Linked DNA regions of Anser cygnoides: region 2 is linked to region 1. A link is a contact called in public Hi-C data. All regions are on one chromosome and are shown on one strand. The core of a region is the stretch at or near the end of the contact, and the rest is flanking DNA. Distances in the headings are between cores, read along the strand shown.

Region 1 (7,950 bases), core at 2,217-4,716:
ACAATTGCACAGCTCAAATCGTGACTATGAAAGGATGGCCCAAGCAGCAGGTGGGATGGGGGGATAGCAGGGGAGTCCATACCTGAGCACCTCTCTCACCAATCCATCTGTTCATGAGTCATGTCACACGGGCTGTTCCCCTGCAAGGAACATCCAGAGGAACAGAGAAGCTAGAAACGTGGGTCCCAGGCAGAGGAAGCAGCTGGCAGGCATCTGTAATTGAATTCCTGGAGGACTTGGTCTATTTTTAAAATTCTCTGTAGGTTAGCTTTTTTTTTTTCCACCTTCTTTCTCCCCCACAGGTGAACATTTCCAAAACTTGACACAGTTTTAAAGTTTTATTACATACATCTATGAGTTCCAGCTCTGTGTAAAATCCTGCGAGAGCAGCAATGCACCTAGCAGTCAAGAGCTGTATTCTAAAATTCTGCACTGGAGAGGGAGAAAATGAATCAGTTATACCTTTAATTGTATATTGTAAGGGTAAAGAACTTTTGTTTTGAAATGCATACACGTAAACCTCTTGTACTGTACTTAGACCCTAAGCTAGAGGGACACCGATTTTCTACCAACTCCAAAATAAAATGAATTCCATTGTTATAGATATCATAGAATCACAGAATGGCCTGGGTTGAAAAGGAACTTAAAGATCATCTAGTTTCAACCCCCCTGCTCTGGGCAGGGTTGCCAGACACTAGAGCAGGCTGCCCAGAACTGCATCCAGCCTGGCCTTGAATGCCTCCAGGGATGGGGCATCCACAACCTCTCTGGGCAACCTGTTCCAGTGCCTCACCACCCTCTGAGTAAAAAACTTTCTCCTACTATTTAACCTAAATCTCCCATCTTAGTTTAAACCATTCCCCCTTGTCCTATCACTACCAACACACGTAAACAGGCGTTCCCCCTCCTGTTTGTACGCTCCCTTCAAGTACTGGAAGGCCGCAATGAGGTCTCCCCAGAGCCTTCTCTTCTCCAAGCTAACAAGCCCAGTTCCCTCAACCTTTCTGCAGAGGAGAAGTGCTCCAGCCCTCATATCTATAGATACGCTGTGCTTCAGCAGTATCTACTAACCCACAGCTTTGTGGGCACGTTGATAGCTAAGGAATAAATCCCTACAAACCAGCAAAATGTGAGGGCTTTATGTTTTTTCTGTAACTGGTATCTGAACAGCATGTTTTAATTTGACCAGTCTAACATCATACAAAGCCACTGGCAGAGCTAACCAGGACTTCTGACTTGCTTTTGTCTGCAAGCACTCTAACCTGCTCAAGTTGTGTTTAGAGCTTTCCACACCTTTATAGCTCCTCTTTCTCCTGTAATGCCTGTTAGACAATAACTGGTGCCCTAATATTCTCGCACAGCTTGGGAAAACAGTGGTCACCATTTCTGAGAGGGAGAATGTTATTAATCTCCATCTACAAAGACCTCTGGCTCTGCTTACCTACTTGGGCACTGCCTCTTCCTCAGCCCTGCAATCTGGCAAAGAGGCAGGGTCTGGAATCACTGCCTTAGGCATCCTTGGATGGATCACCAATGTATGGTAAAAAGATCTTAAATACAGCTCCAAATGGCTACTGTGAAGCACTGGGAACCAAGCTCTGGTAGAGCTGAAGAGAGGAAAAGTTCTCAATTCACTTACAGCAGAGTCCAGTCTGAGCTATACTCATTTATTTTCTGAGTTGCTGCAGCAAGTTAAATTCTCTGATGATAATGAGCAGTCACCGACTGCACCACCAACTCATTAAATCAACTCAGTATCCACTCGTTAGCAAACACATCAATACACTCTGGATTTAAGACTTGCTGGCTAGCAGAAATGTAGCATATAATATTTGTTGCAGTATAATTTGTATTATTTTATTCCGATTTGTGTAAAATGATCTTTATGTAGCTGCAGCATGCCTCCCTCCGTCTTTTAATAGTGATAGATTATCCATAAAAGCTGTTAGTTTTAAAAAAGAGTCAGAAGGAAGTCAAAGATGACTTCTCAGCTCCTTGCAGAACAGGGTTATGTAACTACACATCACAATGTATATTTAAACATCAGTATGTTAACTGCGTATACAGAGATGAGGTGAAAAGACAGTGGAAGAGAAATAGAAAGGCGTAGAAAAATCTCCACTAAACATCAGAAAAATATAATTTTGTGATGCTTATTAATAAAAAAAAGTGACTCCAACAATATCTTCCTCTTGAAAATATAATAAATATAGGATAATAGAGCATGTATCATATAAAGTAGTATTATTTGCTGAATATTCCCCAAATGCACAACCAGTATACCTGATCTTATCAAGCAACATTGGATTTTGTTGCAAGCATAGCTTTATAAATGACTATTTTCTTACTATATTGGTGGCAGGGGAAATGTTTAAGAGGAAAATGTTTTGACTACTATGCAGACTGCCTGTAAACAGTACATTCTGGCCCTAAGAAAGCAGAGAAGATTTAATACAGCTTAAAATTTCAGAGGGTTTGGTTTCTTCTCAGTTCCTGGGCAACAATATTATTCTTTTCAAGGGTAAGACAACGAACATTAGCTTCTAGAAGAAGGGGAACGATGGATTAAAAAAAGGTATTTTGGAGAAATAGTGGGGTGAACATTACAGAGTGGGGGATGGGGGAAATCACTTCTCTGCCCTTCAGTTCTGTTATGTCAATTTGTTCTTTGGCTGCTTATTAATAAAAACTGTTGCTTTAATTTTAAGTTGCTCCAGTTCCTCCCAGTGTTTTTTTTCTGTGTGTTTTTTTTTTTCTCCCCACAGTCACAGGACCTTCTTTCTGCAGAGAACTGAGTAAAAGGCAAGAGGTTTGTGGCAAGAATGTTTGCAACTTCATACAGACACCCCTGTGTAACGCCACTAGGGAGTCTCACATAGAAAATAATTTATGAAAAGTACTAACAGGCCACCTGCATGCACAAACTTCAGTGTCTGCAAACCAGCAGGCTTTGCCAAAACTGTCAGACTCTTGACAACCAACCTGTCCTGTCAGTCACAGTGAAACCTGAAGAGTCCGCTCTTCTGCCTGTGAAGCTGCTTTTAGAGGCAAACAAGACAAGGACCAAAGCCCTCTGCGAAGCAGCAACAAAACCTTTTTCTGTGATCTTTTGGCAGTGGCAGGGCAGGGCAGAATGAGGAGAGATCGTTGTTTGTTTCCTTTTGTTGCTGCTGTTGTTGTTGCTGTTTGAGCCAGGTTACATAATGCTTAATTTCAGGCTCTTTTTGGTGGCATGATGATGTATACGCAATGCAAATACCCTTGCTGGAATTACAGGAGCAATTTATCAATTCATGAGAAGCTAATCAACCCATTTGCTTTCTAGTGTGTAACAGTAAAAGCTTATCTCATGCAGACTCACGATCGTTCGGCGCAACCTAATTGAATTTCAGGGCCAAGAGCGTTGCACGACACGTGACGGCCTCTGCCGGAGCGCGGTGCCAGACACTGCAGGCGTTACATAATCACGCGCGGCTGCTGGCCGGGGAGGACGGCGCTCTTCCTCGCCTCATCGGCTTGGCGGCTGGCCTCTCCTGCCATCATGCCCTGCAGCCCCAGCCTGCGCGCCCCACTCACATGTACGCTCATATGTTTTGGGGACCTTTTGCAGCAGCATGGGAGAACGGGACCTCTCCCCCCCACCAGCCAAAACAGTTCATTAAATTGCTCACGAGGCGGAGGAGATTAGAGCGGGTGAAGACACGCACAGCGTCCAAGGTAAAAGCTGTCTCCTCACACTGGCTGCCCCACACTGGGGGGCCACGGGAGCTGGCCTCCCCGCCTAACTGAGGGTGTTCCCAGGGGAGCACAGGCTGCGGCACTGCCAGCTGGAGAGCGGCCACCCGTGTGTTCCTCAGGCACCTGCTGCTCGCCATGGGGTCTGGGGCCTGGCGAGCCCCTGAGAGGGGGGTCACCCAACTGACTGCGCCTTTCACCCCCACCCCAAGGTGCACAGAGGCCAGAGGCCATGTCCCTGCTCCTTCCCGGCCCACTCGAGACATCTCCGGGCTTGTGCCCTAAGCAGCCCCTGAGCACGTGCAGGGAGGTCTGGTAACTGCTCTCTTCTGCCTAGCACATATTGATCACGCCAGGTATGACTCACCTGAAGGGATTTTTCCACAGACAAGGCAGGCATTACTTAATAATGGATATATATTAACTGCTGGGGATAAAAGCACGCTCCTCCCCATGTCAAAGGCAGGGGCTAGATGCACTTCAGGCAATGGGATTCCTACCAGTTTCACCATCTGCAGATCTGCATCGCCAAATACAAAAGCTGCAGGTCACAGCTGAGTGCTGGGAGAAGCACACAGTTAACATGCATCACAACCTGCACCAGCCTCATACCGACATCCGACTTACTGAGCTGCAAGCTGCCAGCCATCCCACACATACTCATCTTCAGTGTCCGTACACCACGGGGCACTCTGTAATGGACAGTGCTATGTCCTCGTCTCTGTGTTTTGTCTTCCTTTGGACTGTAGGTTTTTGGAGCCACCTTGACCCAAAATTACTCCTTCAGGAGAAAGGGCATTGCAACTCCAGCTAGCCAGCACAGCAGGATGAGTCTTTGAAGTCTGTATGACTCGAGAAGTGACTCCTTTCATGTATGCCAACATTTCAGCAAATAAAAAAGGCGTGCTTTTTCCCAATAGAAGCCAACTTCAGAACAAGAATTTATGCAGATAATCCAAAGCCAAGCTTACTAAATCAGTGTTTGTTAAGACTTCATACTATTTGTTCAACAAATCTTTCATTCACAAAGCCCAAGAGCACACTGTTCGCTTGATTTAAGGCAGACAAAATGGGCACCAAGCCAACTGCTAGGTTCTGCACTGTCATACACAAAGTCCTGGTTCTACTTTCAGAGAGACCTTTGAAGGTGAGTCATTTGGTCCTCTGGAGAGAAGCCCAAAACAGGAGATGGCTTATGGTACTTGAAAGTACCCTCTGCTGCCCCGCCACGTTCCACCGCAGCGACACACTGCAAGGAGTGCAGGGACTGGGCAACAGACTCACGGCAAAAAGTGACAACATATTCAAGCAGCCAGCCTGTCAGAGGGGAGATCAGTTCCCTTACCTTGTCCTTCAGCGACCCATCTCACAGCACAAAAATCTAGAATGAAGTCAGTCTGGGCCCAAACACACAGTGTCGACCAAGTCAGAAACAAGCATTAGTGCAATATATATATTCACCAACCTCATTAAAAAATAAGACTGTTTCCCCAGGTGGCTCTTGCTCAAGTCAGATGGGCACTGTAACTTGTTTTAGCTGCACATGTGCTTTTCTAGCAAGAACATGTCTGAAAGAGCCCCTTTGTGCACAGCTGCAGCTGCCCAGCGGCTGGCTTGCCACCTCCTGTGGCTTTGGGGGCCCCTACTGGAAGATGGAGATGTACGTGCACTGTGCAGTCTGGGGCAATAAAGTAGCTCCTTTTCATCTGGCAAAGCTGTAGCGTGAAATTAATAGTTCGGAATCATGCAGAGGGCTTGAGAAAACGCATTTAATTTACTCTGATTTTATTACCTCACGGTTCTTGAGTGGGGCAGTCAAAGCACTGAACTTAAGATGCATAAGCATCTAAAACTAGCCATAAACTATTGGCTAGTTCAAAAGAAAACATCATCCCAGCAACACTTCCTTTCCTGCTCTCAAATAAAGTCTGTCTTTAGCTAAAAATCAGAATGAAACAGAGAGAAAAGGAAGAAGTGTGTAGAGAAATAGGAATGATAGAGAAGGTTTAAGAAATCAAGGGAACTATTTCTTCCAGTTTCAAATTCTTTAGTGTTTAAAAATCAGTTTAAATACATGTTGAATTAACAGATGTATCAACTAGTTGGCTTGTTTGACTAGTTTTTGTTGTTGTTTTTTTAAAAAGGAAGTACAAACCCCTCCATTTAGATTACAGGGTACACTAGAATTTGGTACTGAGTTAAAACAAGCTCTTTCAGTATCACAGGTATGGAAATCATCTGTTTATATAAACAGCTTCACTTAAGTCAAGGGCCTATCTGCAGATCACACTCCAGAGGGCCAGCCCTTCCAACTAACCTCCCAGTGCATCAGTTAAGACCCCAGAAGGAGCCAGTTCATTTGCCTCCTCCTAATACTAGCTCAATATGTGTGCTCTGCACACTAAAACACAGCCAGCTCTGCTCTCATTTGACTCCCTTTCCTTTGGCTGTGTGGCATAGCAGGTTATTTGCACACACAGGCAGAAATAGGTAGCACTCTGCCCAGATTTCTGCAATACAAATTACTTGTTTCTGACTAAGCACACCACAGACCAAAGCAGTCCCTTGAACTTGTTACTCTTGCTGGTTTTTTTTTGTTTTTTTTTCTCTTCATGCAGACATTTCCACACAAGGCAGCAGAACAAAAATCCAAGCTCAAATAGCAAAATCTGAGTTTTTCCTATACATGATGTTATTCACTGTAAGAATACTTCAATGTGAAGAAAAAAAAGGAAAGTACAGCTTAAACCATTCAACTTCCATTTGTAAAAAGGGCCTTCTGGGTCCTTATGGTCAGTTTTGTTGTCAGAATTAAAATTATTATTTGACCAAAATGCTAACAACAACCAGGGCAAATTTAATAAAGACTGTGATATAACAACAACAATCCTCTGTGTTACCCCAGGTGAAATTCACTGGCCATCACCCACTTTACTGCTTGCAGTGAATTATCACTGTTATTTCCTCTGCCTCACAAAAGCAACCTAGTTAACATGAGTTTCTTCACAAAAATCATGAAAAGGCTGCTTATTCTCTATTCTTCAGTAACATTTCCAGCCACTTTGAAAAACCTGCCCTGACCAATGAAAGAAGAAGAATTTCACAACTATGTCCAGCATTTGCATAAATGCAAAGATTTTCATTTTTAGATAGCCACAGTCAAACTTCTTATATTTAAAGAGTTTGATTTTCAAAAGGGCTAAACTAAACCCAGTATAGTGGCCTGGAGGAACCCTAGAGCTGAGAACTTCTTGTTTCTTATAGCTGAGAAAATTCCTGGTTCACGCAAGGTTTAATGCTTTCTTAAGGTTCAGTTAGGAACAGTATGTATGAACAGGGTCCCTCCTGTCACACTTTTCTGCATGGTTGAGATTGGCAACAAGTATTTCCCCTCTATCTTGCCTCCAACTCCAAGTTGTTTCCCTGGAGTCAGCAAGAAGTCTTCATACCGAAGACCTGAGAACTCAGGGTTATCTACATTTCTTTGGCACCTGAGACAGATAGACTGGCATCCAGCCCTACTTGATGTGGGGCTACTGGGACACAAACTGCTACCATATACAGCTGAGGAGTCCAAAAATCAGCTTGCAGTTTCCTGCAGGAAAGAGGAGGAAGGTAGCAAAAAACAAAACAAAACCAAAAAAGGGTGGAAGGGGATAAAAGGCTTGCAGGAAAAAGGAATATAAGGAGACATAACTAGTGTAACTCTTCAGTACTTAGAGACAAAATGTTTTGGACAACTCTGCCAACAGGAATTTCCAGTCTGATAAGGTCCTTGCCCCGACCTCACGTGACAGCTCTGCATCTGGAGTTATCAACACTAGTCCAAACCTTACGAGCAAGCTTCCTCGTCTCACAGGTCAGCCAACTGAGAGCCCATACAGCCTCTCACTGATATCCATGCACATCAGCATGTTACGCATGTGACTGTTTATGACAGAAAGCATTCGCATGTGCACCCTCCGAGCCAGACCTGACTGATGGTGAACCTGCAGCAGGAAGAAAATGGAATAATCAGACTTCACTGGCAAGATGCCACGTGCCGCCCATGAAAAGCTGTTGCAAGGTAAACAAGGCACAACCTGCACAAAGTGCTCATTGCCATAAACTGAAAGAACACTTTCAGACTCTGCCTAAAAAAAAAAAGCTCTCTGCAAAAAGCCCAGGGGTCAAAGTGACACCGAGATAATTAAGCTCATAATCCTCAAGGTAATC
Region 2 (7,950 bases), core at 1,907-4,406, 170 kb before region 1:
TTTTGGGGCCGGGGGGGTGTGGAACTTGTGGGGCGCCTGCTTTCCCTAACTGATACAGGGGAGTGGGGAGCAGGGGGGAGCACTTCTGGAGCACCTCCTTGCGGTGCACCTGGAGCATCTCTGCCAGCTTCATCCTCTCTGGGACAACCTGCAAATGTTCAAATTACAGCAACAACATCCGGAGCGAGACTTAGCTTGCAGGAGGAGAAATCCTGATCGTGGGATTCCTCTGAAACCGGGTGGGAACGGAAATCGAAAATGATCAAAAGGTGCAAAACATGATCTGAGACAGCTGGAGGCTTTGCAAGAGAAGTTCAAGCAACATCTGGAAACTTCTAAGAGAGGTTTATAAGAGGTCACCTGCAGACAAGGATAAAAGGCTTCAGTGTCCAGAGGGAGTGCAAAATTCTCCTGGAAGATTCCCAGTTTAAAATGGCAAGATGGATCAAAGAGGTGATCAGCAGCATGACCATCATGGAAAAGAATGTTTTTCAGAAAATAAGCGGCAGAAGAAAAGCTTTGACCAATTTACAAGCCAAGATGAATCACAGCAAAGAGTTAAGAAGCTGAAAAATCACTTGGAAAAGGATATCAGAGGTTTGCAGGTCACCACAGGGCAAAAACAGCCTCCTGCCGGAGACAAGGGCTAGCCAGGGCACCGCTAATCCCAAATGATCACCACCATTTTCAGCCTAGGAGGAACGAATCAGAATGCCTGTCCCAGCTGGGTCCTTGCAAAAGCCACCCTCTTTGAGGAGACTCCATTTGGGAGGTTTATTCAAGTCAGTCAATAACCATGGCGTAAGGGAATGAATGCCTTCAAGATACAGTGCCTAGGAGCACCGTATTCGTGAAGGTATTAACAAGGACTTTTGGGGTAAATTGGACATCAGCCTACGCATAGATTTTCACTTATGGGATGACCAGATGGAGACCAAGGGAAAAATCAAAATGAGAGCAGACAAAAACTGGGTCAAAAAAGAGGTCTGGCTGTCCCAGTGTCCAGCAGGAGATGCCTAGGGAGGAGCGAGTGAGCAGAGTCTGCGTGCGAGGAAAGCTCCCCAGCCCCATCCCCCAGGTCCCAGTGGCCCACGGTGCAGAGACTTCCTGAGCCAGAAGCGGTATCTCTTAATGTGTTTAATGGGAAGCCAAAGACACTGTGAGAGGCAGAGGAGTTTGCCAAGGTGCTTAAATCATTGGTTGCAGCAGAGCATGAGGCCAGGAAGCAGACATTGGTGAGAGGCTGGTCAGTCACCAGCAGTCCTGTCAACGCAGCTCTGTGGCTAGTGCAGAGAGGAAGAAGAGAACTTTCCATTTCAGACTGCCACGCATACCTGAAGAATGTAAAATGAGGGAGACGGCGGCCATGCAGACACACAGCTGAATTCTGAAGCAGAAATAAAACGACCTGACTGAGGGAAGGTGGTGGGCCGAGAGGAGACACAAGGTGCAGCAAGGCCTCTGCAGCGCTGGATGAGAGCAGAACGCCCAGCCAGCTGCAGCAATGGGGTTACAGCCAGCCTGGAGGGGCAGAGATCAGGGCCCGCTATTGTTCAAAACCAATTCAAAACAAAACAAAACAAAACAAAACAAACTACGAGGGGGAGGTTGGTCACTGAGGCAGTCCTAGGCTGTGGAACCCCATGGCCTGGGTGATATTAGAAATGGCCCAAACTCTACCAGACTAGGCAACCTGGAGTGGTACTTGGGCTACCACTGACCGAGCTGATCAGCTCAAGAGGAATAGTGGGGACAGGAGAGCACAGACACATCCAAACCTGGGAAAGTCAGATCAACGAAACAGAGGCACTGGACCAGAAAGTCAGGTGTGATGGGGGGCAGGCCAGTCCTCAGCGCTGTGTGGGTGTAACTGCGTGATAAACACCAGGAACTGTGCCGTCGGTTTGGAAATTCCCTTTAAAGATTTGTCTCAAGTGAAGCAAACCATTTGCAGGTAGCTGGGCTGCAGTTAAAAGTTGTCCTGTCTCCTGGGGCAGTAAAATTAAAGGTGGCTTCAGCCTGAGGCCACTTCCAGCCCTGGCTGGTGGGAGGTCTGAAACCTGCTTGGAGACCTGGGGCCTTACCCAACAGCTCAGATCTTGTGGGGGTGAAACAGAAGCGATCCCCATCTGTCTGCTGGGAGTTTTGCAGGAGCAGCAACCAGGAACAAGTAAAATAACCTCCCCCTCAATTCCCCCTCTGCAGTCACTGCCAAGAAGCTGTGTCCGTGAATGACAGTACCCTTAGGTTCAGCTTGGTCACTCACAATGCACCTCAAAGCTGTGCATTGGCAGCAAGAAGTGGAGCTGGAGGATGAGGAAAATTGCTTTCTCAGCAAAGCCTGATCATCTGGTGCTTCAGTGATGGTTGGGCCTTACATAATGCACCAGCTCTGCTGCAGAGGCTGGTGGGGAAAGTATGTCACACCACACCATCAGGAGGCCTTGAATGGCCTCAGCCTTTCAAGAGGTCTGTTGCACTTATGCTATTTATGGGTGCACGCTGAGACCTTTGGACAAGAAGTGGTAGGTGCAGTTACACATGGCTGGTGATAAGTTCAAGGCTGGCAGCCTGTAACTGGTCCCAAAGGAAAGGGAGCTGTTCCAAAAGCCCGTAAGTTACCTCTGCCACACAGCTGGTGATGGGGAATTTCCACTGAAATAAAGAAATCCCTGAGACTTTGTGGAGCTGGCCCTCTCCCCAGCCACTCATGGAGGTACAGGTTGGTAGGACTCTGCTCCTGTTACAGAAGGTTTGTTTGTAGATTTGCTAACATTGCAAAACACTTGCACAGGTAGGGTGACAGAGGGAGAACATTTCAGTGGCCAACAGAAAGAGTTTTAGCAGTTTTAACTAGTGCAATTCTTCCCAGTGGTTCAATTTGCAGATAAGTTGTGTTAGGATTTGCACAGGAGGAACACTACAGTAAAGGCAGACTGTGCATCCCCACTATAGCTCACTCTGTGGGCTTAGGAATCCCAAATGCAGTTTGCCCAAGCATAAAGAAAAATGTCAGCTTTGCAGCTGCACATTGAACTACACGTGGGCACAAACAGAGTAGCAGTGGTGCCTAGGCCTGGCAGTGGCTCCGGGGCTAAATGCAAGCAACGTCGATGATTCTTAAAGAGGATGGACGCTTGTTTCCTCTCTTACAAGTTGTAGGTGTGTAAATGCTTCTAGTTCACCCAAGGAGACTGAGGAAGGGCAATGCCAGAGAGGGAACATGGGCTCCCAAACCAGCCTGTGTCAGCAGGTGCTTCACAGAAAGCATCTCAGTAGCTAGAAAGTGAGCTGGGAAACCCAACTGTCCTGAAACAAGGTACACCTCTGGAGTACAACAATGTGTATCCTTGGAGTACCAAGGGAAAAAGCGCTCTGGTCATGGTGAGAAAGTTTGGAGTTAAAGATAAAATACCGCATAAAAGTTACAGTGCATGGAAACAACCTGTGGAGAACTGTGTTCAGTGATGACTGGAGCGGGAGGTTCTGAGATTATTATTTAAAAACTGGCAAATGTTTTGAACTGTCCTGACTGTCTATACATTTCCAAAAAAACTTAGCTAAGCTAAGGGAAAAATTCTATTGGGCAAGATTCAGGAAGGTCATTGAAAATGTGTGCAGATTAATGCCCCTATTGCAAATAACGGTCCCACAGAAACACAGGGAGACACCATGAAGTAGTGTCTGACAGAGTCATTTCATTAATGGACTGCATTGCCTGATGTTCTTGTGTTTCTGTCTGAAGTAGATTCTGGGAGCTGCAGACTATTTCACAAAATGCCCCGAAGCTTGTCTGTTAGGACACTGGTGCCAGATGTCCAAATGAAAGACATCGTCTCCCTCCAAGTCCTAGGAGGTATGGCATGATTGCCCAGTGCTCAAGGGAGAAACACTGCATCCAGAACATTTCAACAGATCTGTGAGGTGGCTGGGATCCCTAAAACATCTCCATGTGACCACAGCCTGAAGGGTTGGTGGAATGTTTTTCTGCAGACTTGTAGTCAACTGGACTCCTCCTCGGAACTGCATCAAGTGGTAAGACCCAGCATATCGAAGTGCTTTCACACACCTTAGGAGCAGCAAACCCCTTCTTCATCGTTCTGGTGAAAACCTTAGGGCTCCAGCATGACTTTTTGTAGAGTTTCAGGAGAGGAACAAAGGGTTTTGGATCATGCATAGGGACACATGGTCCGAATATATATACATATAGTTAGATCAATTTTTTTTTTTTTAAGTGGAAATCTGGGATATCTTACAGTCTTAAAAAAAACAGGGAGAGAATCTTAGAAAGGATAAGCCTAGAGCAACACTGTAGGACTTGCCGTCTAAGGGCCTGTAGTACTGACCTGGATATTTACGGTGATACACAGAGTACAGTGGGGTCCTGAAACAAAATCCAGTGCTGCCCATTAGAAAATGCTCTGTGTAAAAACATATTGGAAAAGAAAATTTCTGGGTCTCACTCTTCCTCCACTCTTCTGTAATTGCAAAAGTAGTTATGAAAAGAGAGCCTCCAGAAATCCTGAATGCACCTGGGGAGTGTGCTGCAAGTGGCTGTCTAAAAATAAATCAAGGAGCAGGAAAACTGAGAAAGGGGAGCAAAAATGTTTCGGATTAGTGATAGGAAAATACCTTGCTGCAGCATACAGGGTAATTACAGATAAGTAAGAATGTGTCACTCATCACTTCTTGAATGATTTTCCCTCATTCTCTTTGGCCTGGGTTTATTACAGCCTAGTCATTTAGAGCTCATGCAGGACAAAGGAGGGGGCTGAGTTGGGGGCTCAGTCCCACCGCAAAAGAGCAAGACCCAGGCTCCTGTTGTACAAGTCCTCTTGGGCTCAGGAGGGAAGGCTTAGTGGTTTTTTGTTTGTTTGTTTGTTGTTGTTGTTGTTGTTGTTGTTTTGTGAAACAGGACTCCAGTGACAGGGCCTCTAAATTCATAATCAGGTTCTCCTCTGAGCTGGGATAATCTTCAAGGCCACAAATTCCTGGTTAACCTGTAGGAGCAGAAGACATAATAGTGCTTTTTCTGTCTCTTTCATTGTAGACTTTCTGCTTAAAACTGCCCTCAGACCACCCTGCCTGTCCTTTTGCTACATGGCAAGAGTGCATAAGGGCATACAGATCTGGAGGGAACTGGTGTGTCGAGCTTTTAAGCAGCAGGACCGAGATAGAAATCATGGTATCTGCTGTGCCTGTCTTTAGGATGAGGGGTTTGAGCCAGGCTCTACAAAGTCATCCCCATTTAACTCATCTCCCAGCACAACCAGGCAGGCTCCACTGCTCACCCCACAAAGCGAACTTGCATTTTTATTACTTGCCCTTTTATGTGGACTAATGTGATATTTCATGTTCTATTTTGGTTTTAAGCACGAACCTTTTCTTGGTGTAGCCAAAACCAATGCATCTCTGTGCTGGGGAGCCCCTAGGGTTTGACCATCCCGTAACACTTGCTCTGCAGGATGGGACAGGAGCTGGGTGCTGGCAGTGGTTTCATGGCAAGTGCCTGCAGCGGGACAGTATCTCCCCAGCTTCTGTGGGGATAAGCAGAGCAAAGGGGCAGCAGTAGCAGTTCCCTCACTCGGGCGAACTGGTTTTCAGCCTCCTTTCTGGGCCTGCCCACTGGAAGAGTCTCCTCAGAGCACTTGGATGCATCTCGATGCAGTGAAGTCCGTGCTGTTTGTTCAGCAACAGATGCCGGAGCCAGTCATATTTCAGATCTACAGCTCCATGTCTGTAGAGTTCAGGACAGCTGAGAAGTGAACACTTTCTCAGCAGAGAGAGGGAAATAAAAACACCTCGATGTGGCGTTGCTGTTTGTCACCCTGCTTGTGCTGCTGGCAGCTGAAGCCCTGACGATGTGGAAGCTGGTGGCCCTTTCCAGCCTGGTCCTGCACGCCCTGTGGTGCCTTAGGGATCTATAATCAACGCTTTGATTATTAGGTAAAATTGGTCATAAAGGGAAAATAGAATGAAATAAAATGAAAGTGCAGCTATCAGCTCCTTTCGAGTTTAGCATGATCCATTTAAATTTAAATGGAAAATGTCACAAAACTTATCTGTAACAGTTTAAAGCCCTAGATCATATTGCCAACACTAGACAGTGGCATGTTTTAACAGAAGTATGATGGGCATAAAGCCCTTTAATACGCACAGAAAAGCAAACATCAGACACTCTGCTGCAAAAAAACACTTGGGCCTAGCCAAAAAGGTGCAGAGCCAGGGGCAGGAGAAGCTGCGTGCTGCCTAATGCAGCCTCTCGCCACGTGACTTGGCATCTTTTTATCTGTTTCTGTGCGTTTCAAATGGCAGGAGTAGAAAACACCCATCACAAAGGTGCTGTGAGGCAAACTCATGCACGTGAAGCATTTTGACTTCCCCAGGAGCCATGCCCAGCCGTCGTCACATGGTGACCTCAGGTGGGGGCGATCTCCTGAAGTCCCTTTTTCACAGTGATGGAGGAGCTCTGCTGGAGCACAGGATGCACTGCAGTTACTGAAAGCAAAATCTCTGGAGCTCACGGACTTTTTCAAGATGTTTTTATGCTCCTTACAGGTTATGAGTGCAAAAAAATCCCCCCTCAGTGAGGAAACTGTAGTGGTGCACGGTGTCTGTCCCGAGCATGGGGCAATGCAGAAGCCCCATCACGTGCGGCTAGTGTCAAAGCCAAGCATCCCCGTGCCCTGGCACCAAGGAGCTGGGACAGCCAGCCCCTCTGAGCCCCCAGCGACGAACTCGGGGCAAGCCTAGCGTGGATATCAAAGCCAGGTAGACTCCTTCTCTCCCACCATGGGCAACTGAAGGCCAGTGCCTCTTTCCTCGGGAGGAGGAAGCTCCCGCGCGGGGCAGGAAGCGGCGATGGAACAGCCAGCTCAGGAAGGGGCCGGGGCCAGGAGTTTGTTTTTAACCTGCTTCTTGTTTATTTAAGCCCTGGAGGAAGGCGAATAAAAGCAGCCACTGAAAGGGGCCGGTGGTGTCTCAAGCAGGGCTGGTTGCCTGTGGGGCAGCCCACTTCACTCGGCGGGGGCAGAAAATGCCTCTCCTGTGTTTTGCGCTGGAGCCAGGGTGTTAAAAACTGATATCCTGAGCTGGTACCAGGCTGGGGCTCAGCAGCGCTGCTTCGAGGGGCTGCAGGGGGGTGTCCCGCCTGCCAGGTGCTGAGTGGAGATGGGGGCTGTGAGGCTGCTGAAGGAGGAATCAAGCCTGGGGATTTTTGTCCTGGTTATTTTGTGCAGTGCAGGTGAATTTAACTTATTGCCCTTTGCACAGAGGTATCAGTCACGGATGGATTTGCACTTGGGGGCTGAAGAAGCCCTTGATTCTGCTGCCTGCTAGTGCTGCCTGTGCCCCAGGGCTCACTGCTCCTGCACTCACAGCTGCCATCTTGCAGACTTTCTGGCCCCACCAAGACACATAACACTGCCCACACTGTTGATTCTGCATGTGGGGCAGCACCAGGTTTTCAGCAACTTCCTCCAATATTCACATTTCCCTCACATGACTCATGCTCCCTGCTTTGGGCTCCCACTGCGTGCAGATTCCTGCCCCACCAAAGCAGGGCTCAGTGGTGGAACCAGTGTCCTAGATACAGGCAAGGGGAAAATGGGTGCTACCTCCCCCCTGTCTGCAGTCCCACAGTGCCCCACAACCCCTATCTGTCCCCACCAGGTGCTACAGGAGGTCCCGGCTGCATAGGGCTGGCAGAGGGAGCCAGGATTGGGGTCATCCTGCATCTTCTAATTTTCATCACCTCCTCCTGTTAGTCTTGTCTTGAATGGTCCAAAAAGGGACCCTTGGTTGGACCATCACAAGCCCATGCATTTCAAAGAGCTCTAAGACATTTTTAGGATGATTTTCTATAATTCTGTTCCCTTAAGAGAATAGATGGATATGCCCTAATCTAGTTGTAATTCTCCTTCCAAGTTTGCTTAAAACGTAAATGAAGAC

Evidence for each region. Hi-C and Micro-C count contacts between places; a contact is called where the count stands out from the background.
Region 2: a contact with region 1 is called in a Hi-C map of liver, with 1.7 times the contacts expected there. The contact joins two enhancer-like sites. A contact is called at or near these places in 3 of 7 Hi-C or Micro-C datasets (granulosa cells and liver).

Annotation. Positions count from the first base shown.
Region 1 is chr1:76,789,972-76,797,921 of Taihu_goose_T2T_genome, reverse strand. The region is part of intron 36 of ITPR2 (inositol 1,4,5-trisphosphate receptor type 2); the gene reads right to left. Among named protein-coding and RNA genes, the nearest start is that of SSPN, 150 kb to the left of the region's middle. Within about 2 kb of position 3,466, at least 2 of the 3 cell types and tissues checked have open chromatin away from gene starts, as enhancers often do. A contact at or near this core is called in liver, where this site is marked.
Region 2 is chr1:76,963,332-76,971,281 of Taihu_goose_T2T_genome, reverse strand. No RefSeq gene overlaps it. Among named protein-coding and RNA genes, the nearest start is that of BHLHE41, 5.0 kb to the left of the region's middle. Within about 2 kb of position 3,156, at least 1 of the 3 cell types and tissues checked has open chromatin away from gene starts, as enhancers often do. A contact at or near this core is called in liver, where this site is marked.